3 separate regions of the Mus musculus genome follow, and all the other regions are linked to region 2. The links are chromatin contacts, called in public HiChIP or PLAC-seq maps. All regions are on one chromosome and are shown on one strand. The core of a region is the stretch at or near the end of the contact, and the rest is flanking DNA. Distances in the headings are between cores, read along the strand shown.

The links. HiChIP or PLAC-seq counts read pairs in DNA pulled down with a chosen protein or histone mark.
Region 1: a contact with region 2 is called in a FOXA1 HiChIP or PLAC-seq map of pancreatic cancer cells. The contact joins two enhancer-like sites.
Region 3: a contact with region 2 is called in an HNF4G HiChIP or PLAC-seq map of pancreatic cancer cells. The contact joins two enhancer-like sites. A contact is called at or near these places in 1 of 39 promoter capture datasets (liver), 5 of 15 datasets of contacts at CTCF or cohesin (embryonic stem cells, large pre-B cells, liver and 2 more), 82 of 484 Hi-C or Micro-C datasets (the AML12 cell line, B cells, the Ba/F3 cell line and 48 more), 4 of 115 datasets of contacts at active chromatin or transcription factors (bone marrow-derived dendritic cells, fibro-adipogenic progenitors, kidney and 1 more) and 1 of 9 other capture datasets (liver).

Annotation. Positions count from the first base shown.
Region 1 is chr8:81,847,238-81,851,561 of GRCm38.p6, forward strand. The region is part of intron 7 of Inpp4b (inositol polyphosphate-4-phosphatase, type II); the gene reads left to right. Among named protein-coding and RNA genes, the nearest start is that of Gm25267, 300 kb to the right of the region's middle. Within about 2 kb of position 2,999, at least 13 of the 459 cell types and tissues checked have an H3K27ac peak or open chromatin away from gene starts, as enhancers often do. A contact at or near this core is called in pancreatic cancer cells, where this site is marked.
Region 2 is chr8:82,344,230-82,348,715 of GRCm38.p6, forward strand. Il15 (interleukin 15) reads right to left here. Exons shown (of 8, transcript NM_001254747.1): 3 at 1,371-1,469; 4 at 146-243. The coding sequence starts at 1,382. Among named protein-coding and RNA genes, the nearest start is that of Il15, 56 kb to the right of the region's middle. Within about 2 kb of position 2,447, at least 10 of the 459 cell types and tissues checked have an H3K27ac peak or open chromatin away from gene starts, as enhancers often do. A contact at or near this core is called in pancreatic cancer cells, where this site is marked.
Region 3 is chr8:82,676,405-82,680,554 of GRCm38.p6, forward strand. No RefSeq gene overlaps it. Among named protein-coding and RNA genes, the nearest start is that of Zfp330, 96 kb to the right of the region's middle. Within about 2 kb of position 1,542, at least 5 of the 459 cell types and tissues checked have an H3K27ac peak or open chromatin away from gene starts, as enhancers often do. A contact at or near this core is called in pancreatic cancer cells, where this site is marked.

The DNA of each region.
Region 1 (4,324 bases), core at 1,749-4,248, 500 kb before region 2:
TTCAGATACCCACACTTCCCTAGCCTGTCAGCTATGGCTCAGGGTCAGACACTTCACTGTCCTACCCCACTCCAACCTTGTACTCTTATTGCTTATTGCTATCACTCTAAACCTATGGCTGCAGATGAGCCCCATTCTGTGCTACTGCTAGACCCACTCAATCTCCTCTACACTTACCGGGTCACATTAAAGTCCCACAGGCACCTTCACTGATGTGTCCTCTCTTAGCTCAGCTTTTTCTCAACTATCCCTTCATTCAGGACCCAATGACACTCAACATTAGATTGCCCCATGATTCCCTAAGGAGAGCATCCTGGAGGAAGGTAGTTTTGATATCTCTGTTCTTTACAATTGATCCATTTGTTTAGGACAAAACTCTTCTTGCCTTGAGCATATACGTATTTTCTTGGGAAACATTAGGGAATAGCCCTAGCTTCTAGGACTGAAACTCTAGCCTTTCCTATTAGAAGCCTACATTTTTGCTACTGGGATATTTTGGAGTGAATGCTTGGCCAGTTCTGGTAAACCCTCTTCCCTTTTAGAATTTTTCTGAGAGTCCTGGTACATGAGGGAGACTCTCTGAACTTAAGATGGGGTGTATTTGATATTGCTTTGATATTATGTTTGCTATTCTTTGATAAAGACAGCTAAAATTCCTGGTCCCAAATAAATGTCTTAGTTGGGATTCTGTAACATGGTTGTTATACCAGTCAGGAAGACATTTGTTGAATAAATTGACAAACTGACCTAAAGTAATTGGTTAGGTTTTTATTTTATTTATTTTATTTTAATTATCTTGAAAATGGTTCCCAGTAATGTAGGCACAGAAAAATAACTTCGAACATCCATTTCTCTGCGTCCTTTCATAGGGTATTGTGCAATCTGACCACATTGGTTATCATATTCCTCATCTTCCTGCTTGGAAGAGTAAGTTGCCAAATTTTAGGTCACAATGCTCTTTCAGTTTTAGAAAACATACTACCTGCAAATTCCTGCTCATTATTCTGCATTTTATGTGTCTCTGAGAAGAACTGAATCCTTAAAGGAGATTCCAGGAAAAGTATCTCCTTAAACAACAACAATAAAAACACTACTAGTAATGAAAATGTGGGTATTAGGTTTCTGTAATCTTTCCACACTCCTAGACACTGGATTTATGACAAAACATGACTCCTTGACTTTGGTCAGTCTAATATTTATAGTTTTATATCAAGATTCTTTATTAATACCAAAGAGGAATCCATTTTGGTCTACATTGTTTCTAGAGCCATAAGAGAACAAATTATAGACAAAACAGAAGACTCTAGAAATGACTGTACTAATATAGAAAATCTAGTGTGTTTTATGACATCAGCCCTCAAGAAAATTGCCTAGTGTAACTGCTGAACCAATCCCACACACGGGAAGAATGGGCTTAAATAAGGAGGAGTCAACATAGCTTGAATTTCTGACAGACTGAGTCATGTTATTCTGTACAGTGAAAATTTAACACATATTTAATACATATCCCACCAATCTTCAAAATATTTCTTTGACAAAATTGTCTAAGCATTTAAGTTATTGGTCAAGAAGACATGGTGACTCTGTCCTTACTATATACTAAGAACACTTATTCCAACATGAGCTAAAACCTTTCAGTGTAATTCCTACTATTATGTTCCTTTCATTTCTGAGCACACTTAGGCAACATTTACTGGATGTATCCAAGCATTTTCCCAATGGCTTAGTCAAATAGATACCAATTTGTGTTCTTAAATCTTCTGGACTGTATTCATAACAAACATGTAATTCATTAGCAAAAACCTAGCACAAAGTACTGTTTAGTTTTGAGGTTATTCATAAACTCTTAATAGTTAGCATGCATTATTTTCTTTATAATGCTGTTTTCAGTATTAACAGTTCTTACAATGGAATGGGACATCAAGCAAACATATTTCTTATGGTTGACAGTGAAGACAAAATGCCCAGGCTATAAAATTGTCTTATTCTGTAATTATGTATGCATATATATATGTTTGTGTATATCATATATGTATACACATACATGTGTATATATCACAACAGTTGCATATCAACTTTTGCTTTTCAAAGGCCTTCAAAATTTATACTAACAATCCTGTATATGACTTTGTAAGAATAGGTCAAAGTATCACTTATAAGCTCATTTAATCTGCAATAGACCAGTGTCTAGTCAAAATGAAATGAGTAACATATAAGATTTGCCACATACGTCATTTAAAAATGTCCAATAGCCATATTTTAAACAGTTCAAAGAAACAGACTAAATTATTTATATTTTTCTTTAACTCACTATAAGTAATATATTCTTAAAATATGTTCAATATAAAAGTTACAGTCCGTGCTCCATTTCTTCATGGTAAGTCTTCTAAACCTGGTGGACATTGAAATTTTATGGATCCCTTTACTTGGTGTAGTCACATTTTAAGCTATTAAAATAGTAGATAACCTCTTTGAGAGAAACAGCTCTGTGTGGCACTTGGAATATCCATTGAGTGAAGACTTTGTGAGATGAGCTTCCTGATGGAGGTGTGGCAGTTGTGGTACCTAGGTTGACTTCCTTAGTAGTGAACAGTGGAGCCATTGTGGACATAGGGCATGTGGTTTCAAGTCTGATGAGCTGTCCAAGTCCCTACAATGCACTGAAGAATAAACTTTTGGTCTCACATTCCCTGTGATGAGACTTCAGGAATAACCATTGATAACCTCTTCTTATACTCTGGTTATTACTCTCCAGCAAAATGAGTGATTGAAATGATATGCTGTGTGTTTTAATGATCATCTTCCCCAGGCTGATACTTGTGAGTGTTGTATTGTCGTGAGCAGGAAAGGAAGGTCAGAGTTATGAGGTGTGCAAACAAAATATCTATCAGGACAGGAATTGCCATCTGTGCTGGAAACTTGGCACAACATACTGTGGATGAAAAGATGCTTGGCAGAGAATCAAGAGACTAGAATTCCAGTGTTACAGGATATTGGATATTTGGACCTGTTTCTAGTTAGGGTGTGGCACAGCCATTAGCTCACAGCTTTAACCCCTCTGGCTAGCATACAGACATGCCCTTTGTACTTATCTCTAATTTCAAACAATGAATGTAAAGTTTGTAGAAAGGAGCACTCATGTTTGAAAATGTTGTCTAATGGCGTGGCAGACAAAGTGATGAATCAGAGAAAGATTTGACAAAACAGGATATTCCCAACTTTCAGAAGAAGAGAAAAGGAAGGGAAGAAATTTATGGAAAAGACAGAGGGTAGAGGAAGAAGAGAATATAGTCTAGGGATACAGTAGAATTTGTGGAGGCTGTACAGTAGAGTTGAGAGGGAGAGTAGAGCAGCACAGAGAGGGAAAAGGAGGCAGTTTTACCAGGAGAGTTATACAGAGATGGATTAAAGATAGAACAAGTTAGACACAGTTAAAGATGGAATGAGCAAGAGAATGAGAAGAAGTCAGAAGATTAGAAAAGATTGCCAGAGTTAGTTTTGAGTGCAAATAGAGAAATTCAGAGGCTGAGAGAAGCCAGATTAAATCAGTAAGTGTGGAGAGGAGTTTGAGCCGGAACACCTGAGTTGAGCCAGCCAGCCTGAGCTCAGAAAGAACAAGAAATGGTAAGCTTATTCAGCAGCAAATCTCAGAGGCCTAGTTTAGATTGTACTGAGGCTAGAAGCTTGCAAGACTAAGCCCAGGTTAACAGATGGAGGCAATAACCTTCCAAGATAATTATAGAGACTAAAAGGTACTTTTATGTTCTAACCTGGTCTAATATGGCTTCCTGGATGCTATCTATTGTGGCTGTGTACAGGACACATCATTCTTATGGACTTCTGCAGCTCTTCCCCCTGATTACAGGCAGTTTTTCCAATGATTTGGAACTTCTTGTAAATACCTTACATATCCTAAAACAAATCTGAGCAAATTGGAATCATAGGAAATATCTTCTCAACAGCAGTAACTGCATAAGACTTCATATCCTTTACATCTTAATTTTTAAAATCTTATTTAGATTTACTTCTGAAACAAACTTTTTCTTATGCATATATATTGTTCTTTTTGTACTGCAAATATTTTTCAACTAAATAATAATAATCCTTTCTTCTTCCTCTTCTTTCCTGTCCTACCCACTTCTCCCCTTCTTCTTTGTCCAGGTTTTCTCTCTCTCCTCCCCCTTCTTACCTCTCCTCCTTCTTCTCTTTTATCTCCTCTATGCCTCTTCTTTTTCCTCACCTTCAAATACTCTATCTTTCCATAGAATTTTAGTTGGGCAGAAGACGTATCTAAGGCACCAGACCCATGGGTACAATATCTTAA
Region 2 (4,486 bases), core at 1,197-3,696:
CCACAGTCACCTGATATCCTACGCTGAAGAGTGAAGACCTATATACAAGGAAACTGAACATAATACAGTTTCAACATCAAGATACTCAGGGACAAATGATTGTGGCCACTAACTTGATAATAGCTATGACCAAAGATGAAATTACCCCAAAATGAAGACATGAATGCCAGCCTCAGTTAAAAAGTGACTGTTTAGAAGGAAACACAAGTAGCACGAGATGGATGTATTCCTCATATATGGTTTCTGGAAAACATAAATGTAGACAAAATGGTAAAACATCTCTAGTTAAAAACATGGAAGACTGAATTTTATTGTATTTTAGGTTCAAAATTGTAAAGGTGTCATTTCACAATCAATACTCTTTATGGAAACAGTGAAATTTCAGTGGCTCTTCTGTTTTGTTTTATTCTAATATCCAGCTCTCTGTATGTACAATATCTCCAGTAGCCATTTCTCCAATTGAAGGTCAATGATAAACTGACATTCTTAATTACTGACATGTATACTCTTGGGACTACTGAGCTTTTTCTGTCATTATCCTCTTCCTCTTGCCCTTCTGTCTTTATTAATAGACTACACATTATAAACAGCATAGATTAGTAATGTCACACAATAGCAAGCACACTAGTTTTACATTCATTTCATACAAGTATATGGAAATTAAAATACATATTATCACACAGAGAAAAACTGGATAAAATTTAAACCAATAAAAGTATTTGGGCCAGGGCTAGGATTGATGTCGTCGGACCTAGGATGAGAGAGACAGGAACAAGGGATTCTGTAAGCTCAGGACTACCCTGGTGAGTTCCAGGCCACCCAACGCTACATAGTTATGAAATCCTGTCTCAAAAAGAAGTATATCCTTTTTCATTCTAACAGCTCCTACATGAAAACTTAATTTGGTTATTTAGGACCTTATTTGTCTGAGATAGACACAGTTTTAATTCTCTGACCTGCCTTGTCAGTGCTGTCAGAGATTTTATAGTTACAGAGAGCAGCGCCAGTCAACACCTCAAACACCAGGAGTCTGTACTCTGTGTAGACTCTGCTGAAAGATGCCTAACACCAGACCTTGCCCTCAGAGACACAATGTGCGAAGTGAATAGACATTTAGAGAACAAAAGAGACTGAGTGAAGTGTAATAACACCTTAACAATGGCACAAAGAATACAGGCATACTGTTAGTCTTGTTTTCCAAAGCCCATGCTACTTATTCTTAAAATCAAGATAAATCTTGGAGAAACAGATGTCTGTCGCAGCCAGAGATGTTTAGAGAATAATCATGCGACTTATTATAAAGTAGAACTGAGATTAAGGTGACCTTATAAGAAAAGCCATATGCTATTTTTGTCTGCTTTTTTCCTTACCAAAATTTTCATTACTTAATGCCCAGGTAAGAGCTTCAATGTTGAAGATGAGCTGGCTATGGCGATGGGCTTCCAGCTGCCATCCATCCAGAACTCTTCCTGCAACAGAACCAGGATGAAGGATGACTATCAAAACACAAGCGAGTAAGCCAGAAGCAGATAGAGAAACGCCTGGTGCTTATGCCACATCTGCTTTCCATAGGGTAGGCTTTGTGTTCCTTAACACACGCATCAGATTTAGCCCTCCTGAGAGCATCATTTGGAAAATCTGATCTGGCGTCACAGAAATCCCATGACTGCCCGGACTAAAACCATTTTAGTTTGTCTGAATAAAAGAACAAAGACATTATTTCACACAGTGTCCCAGATCTGACAGGTTTCAAGGCCATCTCAATTTGAATAAGAGCAATCAAATACAAAGATTCACATAACCACCAGCTGATAGTCGAATTTACAACAACAGCCTCATCTACAGACTTCACATAGATGTCTTAGGTATGTTCTTTAAAATAAAGTTTAATGAGAACACCATTTGTGAATTTTCTATATAACAAAATTATATTTTTTTCTAAACCAAAACAGGGGAACATGTGAAGTTTAAACACTCCCATCAAACTCCATTTCATTAAAATATTTAGGCTCAAAATATCTCAAATATGGATAGTCTTGCTGTCAAAAATGTTACGCATTAGTAAACCTTACCAATGAAAATATCAAGGTCTGTTGCTTCACTGATATAATTTATCACAATCAATTATCTCAATATTTTACACATTTCAGATGCTTCCTAATATTAAAATATTTGCTATAAATTATGTGCAATGTATAACTCTTATTTTTTTACATTTACTATGTGTGTGTGTCTCTGTGTGTGTGTGTGTGTGTGTGTGTGTGTGTGTGTGTGTGTGTGTGTGTATGCTCATACACGTGCCATGGTACATGTGTGGAGGTCAAAGAACAAATTGTGAGAGTTGCTGCTCTCCTTTCACCACTTGGGGATCTAGGAACAAACTTAGGCCATGAAACTGGGCAGCAAGGACTGTTACCTACTGAGTCATCTTGCTATCTTGTTTACACTCTACAGTGTATATTACATCATTCTTAAGAGAAAATAAACCTAACATTTACCAGGGTATGAAACAGTACACTAGACTGTGTGGCTAGTACAATGCTTCCATGAAGTCTTCACCCCACGTTCCCGTTCCCTGTGACACTGGCATTAGACTTCCCCCTCCAGCAGTGGTTCATTTATTAAACAGAGAGGCTGGTTTACACCTAGGGCTGACGTTTGCCCCTAAAGCCTAAGTCCCCTGAGCCCACAATGGAAAGTAAACGCAGCAAAGACTTGAGAGTCAGCCAGGGTTTCCCACTCAGCCCGCAATGACTTTTGTGAGGTCTGTTCTTAACTGCCTTGCTTTCATTTCAGTAAAGCTTGATTAACTTCTCCTCAGGACAACGTGTGTTCTTTGTCTGGAAAAGTGCTCTGACTGTAGTCTTTTTGCTAAGGACCATGGCTTTCCAGTTCACTGGTAACAAGAGCCTATTATGTTATCTCTGTGTTATGTCTGTGTATGCTCCAGGCATGGCAACCCACAAGTGACAGATTACCTGGAAAAGGCAGAGAAATGGATTAAAATCTGCGTATGACAAGTGAGCACAGACCAGAAGGGAGCAGGGAGCTTGGAAGTATTAAGGCCAGTGGAATGTGAAGCATGCCCTATTCGTTCCCTACATTGCAGGTCTTTATAGCAAAGTGTTATTTTAGCCCTACCTTGAGATATGGTCAGATGTTAACCATGAATGAGAACTGAAATAGTGTGAAGTTGGGGAGAAAGCACCTGAGCAAGACTATGTCCACCCAAGCGTTCATTTATGGCAGAAAAGTAGGAGATAACAGTTATCATTACTGTACAAATTAAAGTAATTTTCTACCAAGGGCCAGGTAATAAGTAGCACATACTTGGAAAGTCTTATGGTTTTTCTTGTAATTACATCAATGTCCACGATAGCTTGAAAATGGCGGCAGATGATGAATGGGGCTGCATCTCAGTTCAGCTTTGTCATCAAAATAGGTGGCTGGTGCCTCCTACTTACCAACTGAGAAAACAGATCTTCTGGCAAGCAAATATTTGCTTTGCTGATGACATCTGGCTTCTATGTGTCCCTTACTCCAGCTTCATTTAAACTTTACTTGTCTTGTAACTCATAGTGGCAGTTTTTCAGTCATTGGCAGTCTTAGAGCTGCCCTTGGAAGGCGTTAGTGGAACTCTACAGGAATCTCATCCAGTTCCCATCAGAACGAGCTGTTATAAGAATGCCAACCCACATTACTCTCTCACCATGTGCTCTCTCCTTCTTGTGTGTACCTTCACCATGGGGAAGCCACATATACCCCAACGGCACTGCGACCAAGTGACACATTAATGAGGTCACTTGGTGTTGTCCAACACTGTGCATTAAATATGCCTCTTTCCTTTAGAGGTGTCCAGCTTCAGGGATGTTAAATCTTACAGTTTTTCACAAGATAACAACAAATGATCAGTTAAGATGTTTAATATTTTTTATATGTCATCTCTATAAAGATATGCAGGCCTGCACACATAATTTCAATATTAACATGGAATCCTCTTTCTTAGAGATCTGTGCAGTTCACTCTTGGTTATCAACTTGATTAACCTGCAATCAGTTAAGAAAAATGCCTATGGAAGGATCTGGGTGGTTGTTTCCTTTAAGAAGTGGGGAAGGTAGACCAGCATATATCCTTGGGGTGGCCTGAGGGAAAGCTGCTTTTTGCCTGCTTCCCTTCTCCCCCTGCTGGTGAACACATCTACTCTACTGTTGCCATTGCTGCTGTCATCCTTCAATGACATTGGATGCGGCTTCTTCAGTTTTCCAAAATGGACTCAAAAGGAACACTCCAGGCCTTGATTATTAGATCAGCACTTCAGAGGCATGTCGGTCTGAGCAGTTACCTCTCAGTGTGCAGGGTCCATTGAACTCCCTACTCCTAACTGTGTAAGCCAAGCTGGTAACTCTCCTTTGTAATAGTGAGTCATTCCATCAGTTCTGTTCTGTACAGAAATCAGATGACGCTAGATCCCAAACACTGCAGAAAT
Region 3 (4,150 bases), core at 292-2,791, 330 kb after region 2:
GGCTAAGATCAAAAACTCAGGTGACAGCAGATGCTGGCGAGGATGAGGAGAAAGGGGAACACTCCTCCATTGTTGGTGGGATTGCAAGCTTGTACAACCACTCTGGAAATCAGTCTGGTGGTTCCTCAGAAAATTGGACATAGTACTACCAGAGGATCCCGCAATACCTCTCCTGGGCATCCAGAAGATGTCCCAACCGGTAAGAAGAACACATGCTCCACTATGTTCATAGCAGCCTTGTTTATAATAGCCAGAAGCTGAAAAGAACCCAGATGCCCCTCAACAGAGGAATGGATACAGAAAATGTGGTACATTTACACAATGGAATACTACTCAGCTATTAAAAAAATGAATTTATGAAATTCTTAGGCAAATGGATGGACCTGGAGGGTATCATCCTGAGTGAGGTAACCCAATCACAAAGGAACCCGCACAATATGTACTCACTGATAAGTGGATATTAGTCCAAAAACTTAGGATACCCAAGATATAAGATACAACTTGCCAAACGCATGAAATTCAAGATGAATGAAAACCAAAGTGTGGACACTTTGCCCTTTCTTAGAAATGGGAACAAAACACCCATGGAAAGAGTTACAGAGACAAAATTTGGAGCTGTGACAAAAGGATGAACCATCTAGTGATTGCCATATCCAGGGATCCATCCCATAATCAGCTTCCAAATGCTGACACCATTGCATACACTAGCAAGATTTTGCTGAAAGGACCCAGATATAGCTCTCTCTTGTGAGACTATGCCGGGGCCTAGCAAACACAGAAGTGGATGATCACAGTCAGCTATTGGACAGGTCACACGGCCCCCAATGGAGGAGCTAGAGAAATTACCCAAGGAGCTAAAGGGAACTGCAACCCTATAGGTGGAACAACAATATGAACTAACCAGTACCCTGGAGCTCTTGTCTCTAGCTGCATATGTATCAAAAGATGGCCTAGTCAGCCATCACTGCAAAAGAGGCCCATTGGACTTGCAAACTTTATATGCCCCAGTACAGGGGAACGCCAGGGCCAAAAAGGGGGAGTGGGTGGGTAGGGGATGGGGGGGTGGGGATGGGGGACCTTTGGGATAGCATTGAAAATGTAAACGAGGAAAATACCTAATAAAAATAAAGAACCATCATTAAAAATAAAGTTTGAAAAAATTAAAGTTACAATCCCTTGACCTTCATCTTCCGGCCCATGGCTCTTGATGCTTTTCCCAGGAGGCCTGTGTAGACTTTCAGGAACATCCAGTGTAGACTTTCCTCCCCATCAATCCCCTGCCAGTCTGGCCCACCTGGGGTATAAGCAACAGAGGTGAGCTGTGTGCTGCCTCTTGACAACCATCATCTGGCCCATGGTTCTCCCTGCCTTCCCAAGAAGTCTTGCGGGGCCCCAAGAACATCCAACTTAGAGAAAAACAAACTAAAGAACTAAGAATGTATTTTGACTCATAGTCTCAGATGGTCACGGGGATTCCTGTGGGTGGGAAAAGAAGCATAGCAGAAGAAACATGCTCACCTCAAGGACACCAGGAAGGGGTGGGGCTGCACAATACACACACTTGTCTGAACGCAAGCAAATGGAGTTTAATAATAGCAGAGATGGCTGCTCTCCAAGCTCAGTGCAAGCTGCAGTGCATTATGGAATGATTCAGCCTCACAGAGACAAAGAATCACCCACATAATTGAATAAATGCATATTACATAGTAAAGTGTCTTATCAAAGCCTGAACATGTTATATCACAAAAGATTTGTGCAATTTGCTAAGAATAAGCAGATTTAGTGAAGATGGATCTTTCATTTGACTTTTATTGACAATCAAGTAAGTTGAACATGTTCTAGTTTTATGATCAAATACAGGTTTGCTCCAGCATTATAAAAGAACAAAATGCTTTTGCCTATTGACCTGTAAGAGAGGTATAAAGAACCAAACAGGCTAGAACACAAATGAAAAGAAAATCCACACAGACAAGAATCCAACCCAGATACCACTGAAGAATTGTCTCTAGACCATACCAAAATGTACCAACAGTCTTACAGTTAACAGGTCCCTACCAATCTCAATATGGTGCCCTTCTAATCTAAAGGTTAGATTCAAGTAGTACTCATTGAGCTGACCAAACTTCAGACTCTGGGCTTTGGTGCTTTCCATCAGCTCTTGTAAGGCTTGTAAGTGGGTAATTTATCACTTGCAAATGAAGAAGGCTGTCTTCCAGGAAAGAAGAATGCAGATAATACAGGGCCTGACCTGTAGCACTATGCCCAAACATCATTGTTCAATGTTTGAACCTTTCCTCTCAACTCCAAAGTTCTGCATAAGGGGCTAGAGAGAGGGCTCACTGGGTAAAGGCACTTGCCAGAGTTTGATCCTTAGAACATAAGTGACGGGAAGAAGGAACTAGCTCCTGTAAGTTGTCCTCTGACCTCCACCAGTGCACAGTGCTACACCCACACATAGAATAAACACATGAGAAAAAAATCAATAAATTCTTAATAAAAGATTGGTCAAGGGACAGTGGCTTATGTTTATGTAAATTCACCAATTACTTACTAAGCTCTCAGTGTATGCCATGCTATGGGGCTCTGGGGACTAAAGAAATAGCTTAAGCATAACAGATGTGACATTATTCATCAGCACATATTATAAATATGGTTGGCTTGAATCAATATAACCACACTGGCAGGCAGCCCAGTAACTCCCTCTGGAGAATTCTCTTTTACTCATCCTAAACTATACAAACAACCCAGAGACTCACCTATTTAAACAAGACATTTATCCTACGTATTAAGTGTCTTGCAGGGAGAAATACTGGACTATGTAATCAAACCACCTACATCTGCTGATCATCAAGGCTATGCATTCCAGTGGGCACCTAATACTACTTTATGCCAATGGTGCCAGGTTCCTGTGTAGCACATGAGTGACACACACACCTAGTTTTCAACATGATAGGTTGTAGGCATACTCCAATATTTCTGAAAATATACATTGTCAAGGAAAATTGAAACCATAAACGCCTTCTGTGTGCTAGAATGTGTCCTTTTACAACTGGGAAACCTTAGGTTGTCTTCTATTGTTTGGGTCTAGGGTTGCAACAAAGGTCTACAAAGAGTTGGTAGCTACCATTTGCCCGCATTGTCCCATGAGCTAAAGATCATTTTTAAATTTTTAAATGATTTTTAAAACCTCTCCGGTGTTTAGAGTATAGCTCATTTAGTGGGAGATACAGTTAGCATACATGCAGCCCAAGATTCAGCCCTAGTATGAAAAATAAAAAAGGAAGAAAAGATAAAGAAATCAAATGAAGAAGGCATTGTCGGGTATGAAAATTATATGAACTTTAAATTCTGGTACCCAAAAAGGCTTGTTATATTATTATTTTTCACTTGAGAGTGGTATATAACTGAGACAGTATACACAGACAGTGGGAGCTAGTGGACTATGATATAGGAAGAGACCCCTCATCTTGTGATCTAGTTTCTCATTCGTAAGAGTCAAGAAACTTGAAATTTCCTACAGGTATTATGTGTATTTTCCTGAAGACTTCTCAAAAGACGATGCTAAGAACAACAAATCAATTGTACCTACTTAGAACTAGAATGTTTGTGACCTTGAATTTCACAATTATACTGTGCTTCCATCTGTGATCTAAACAATGTGCCATACTCCTACCAAAAAAATAAACCTTATAATTTCATTTATAAAAGGAAATTCCTTAAGAAAAACAAATAATTCAACTTGCCTGCTTTATTTAATTTTCAAATTTTACTTAAATATATAAACTTGGCTTAATCTTTAACCTTTGTCATAAATTATGTCTTTTGGAAAATTTAACACGGAAAGCCAGGATTAAATACGTCATTGTAAAGATAACTAAGCATACTGTCACCCACATCATGATCCCATGTTTCCCTGAACATTTTTTCTCTAAAATGCCCATGCTTTCCAGTGTGTTTCCTTCTGATCTTAATCAACTCCTGCCTCATCTAGAAATTAATTTCTGCAGCATAGTCAAGATTCTTGCCTTACCAGAGCAGAAGTCTCCAAGGCTCCATTAGGAGACACACCAGGCTGCTGACAGCATTGCTGGGGTAGATCTCCCCAGTAACACTGAAAAACTAATTCTAGGATAGCAAACATGTCAGAGCA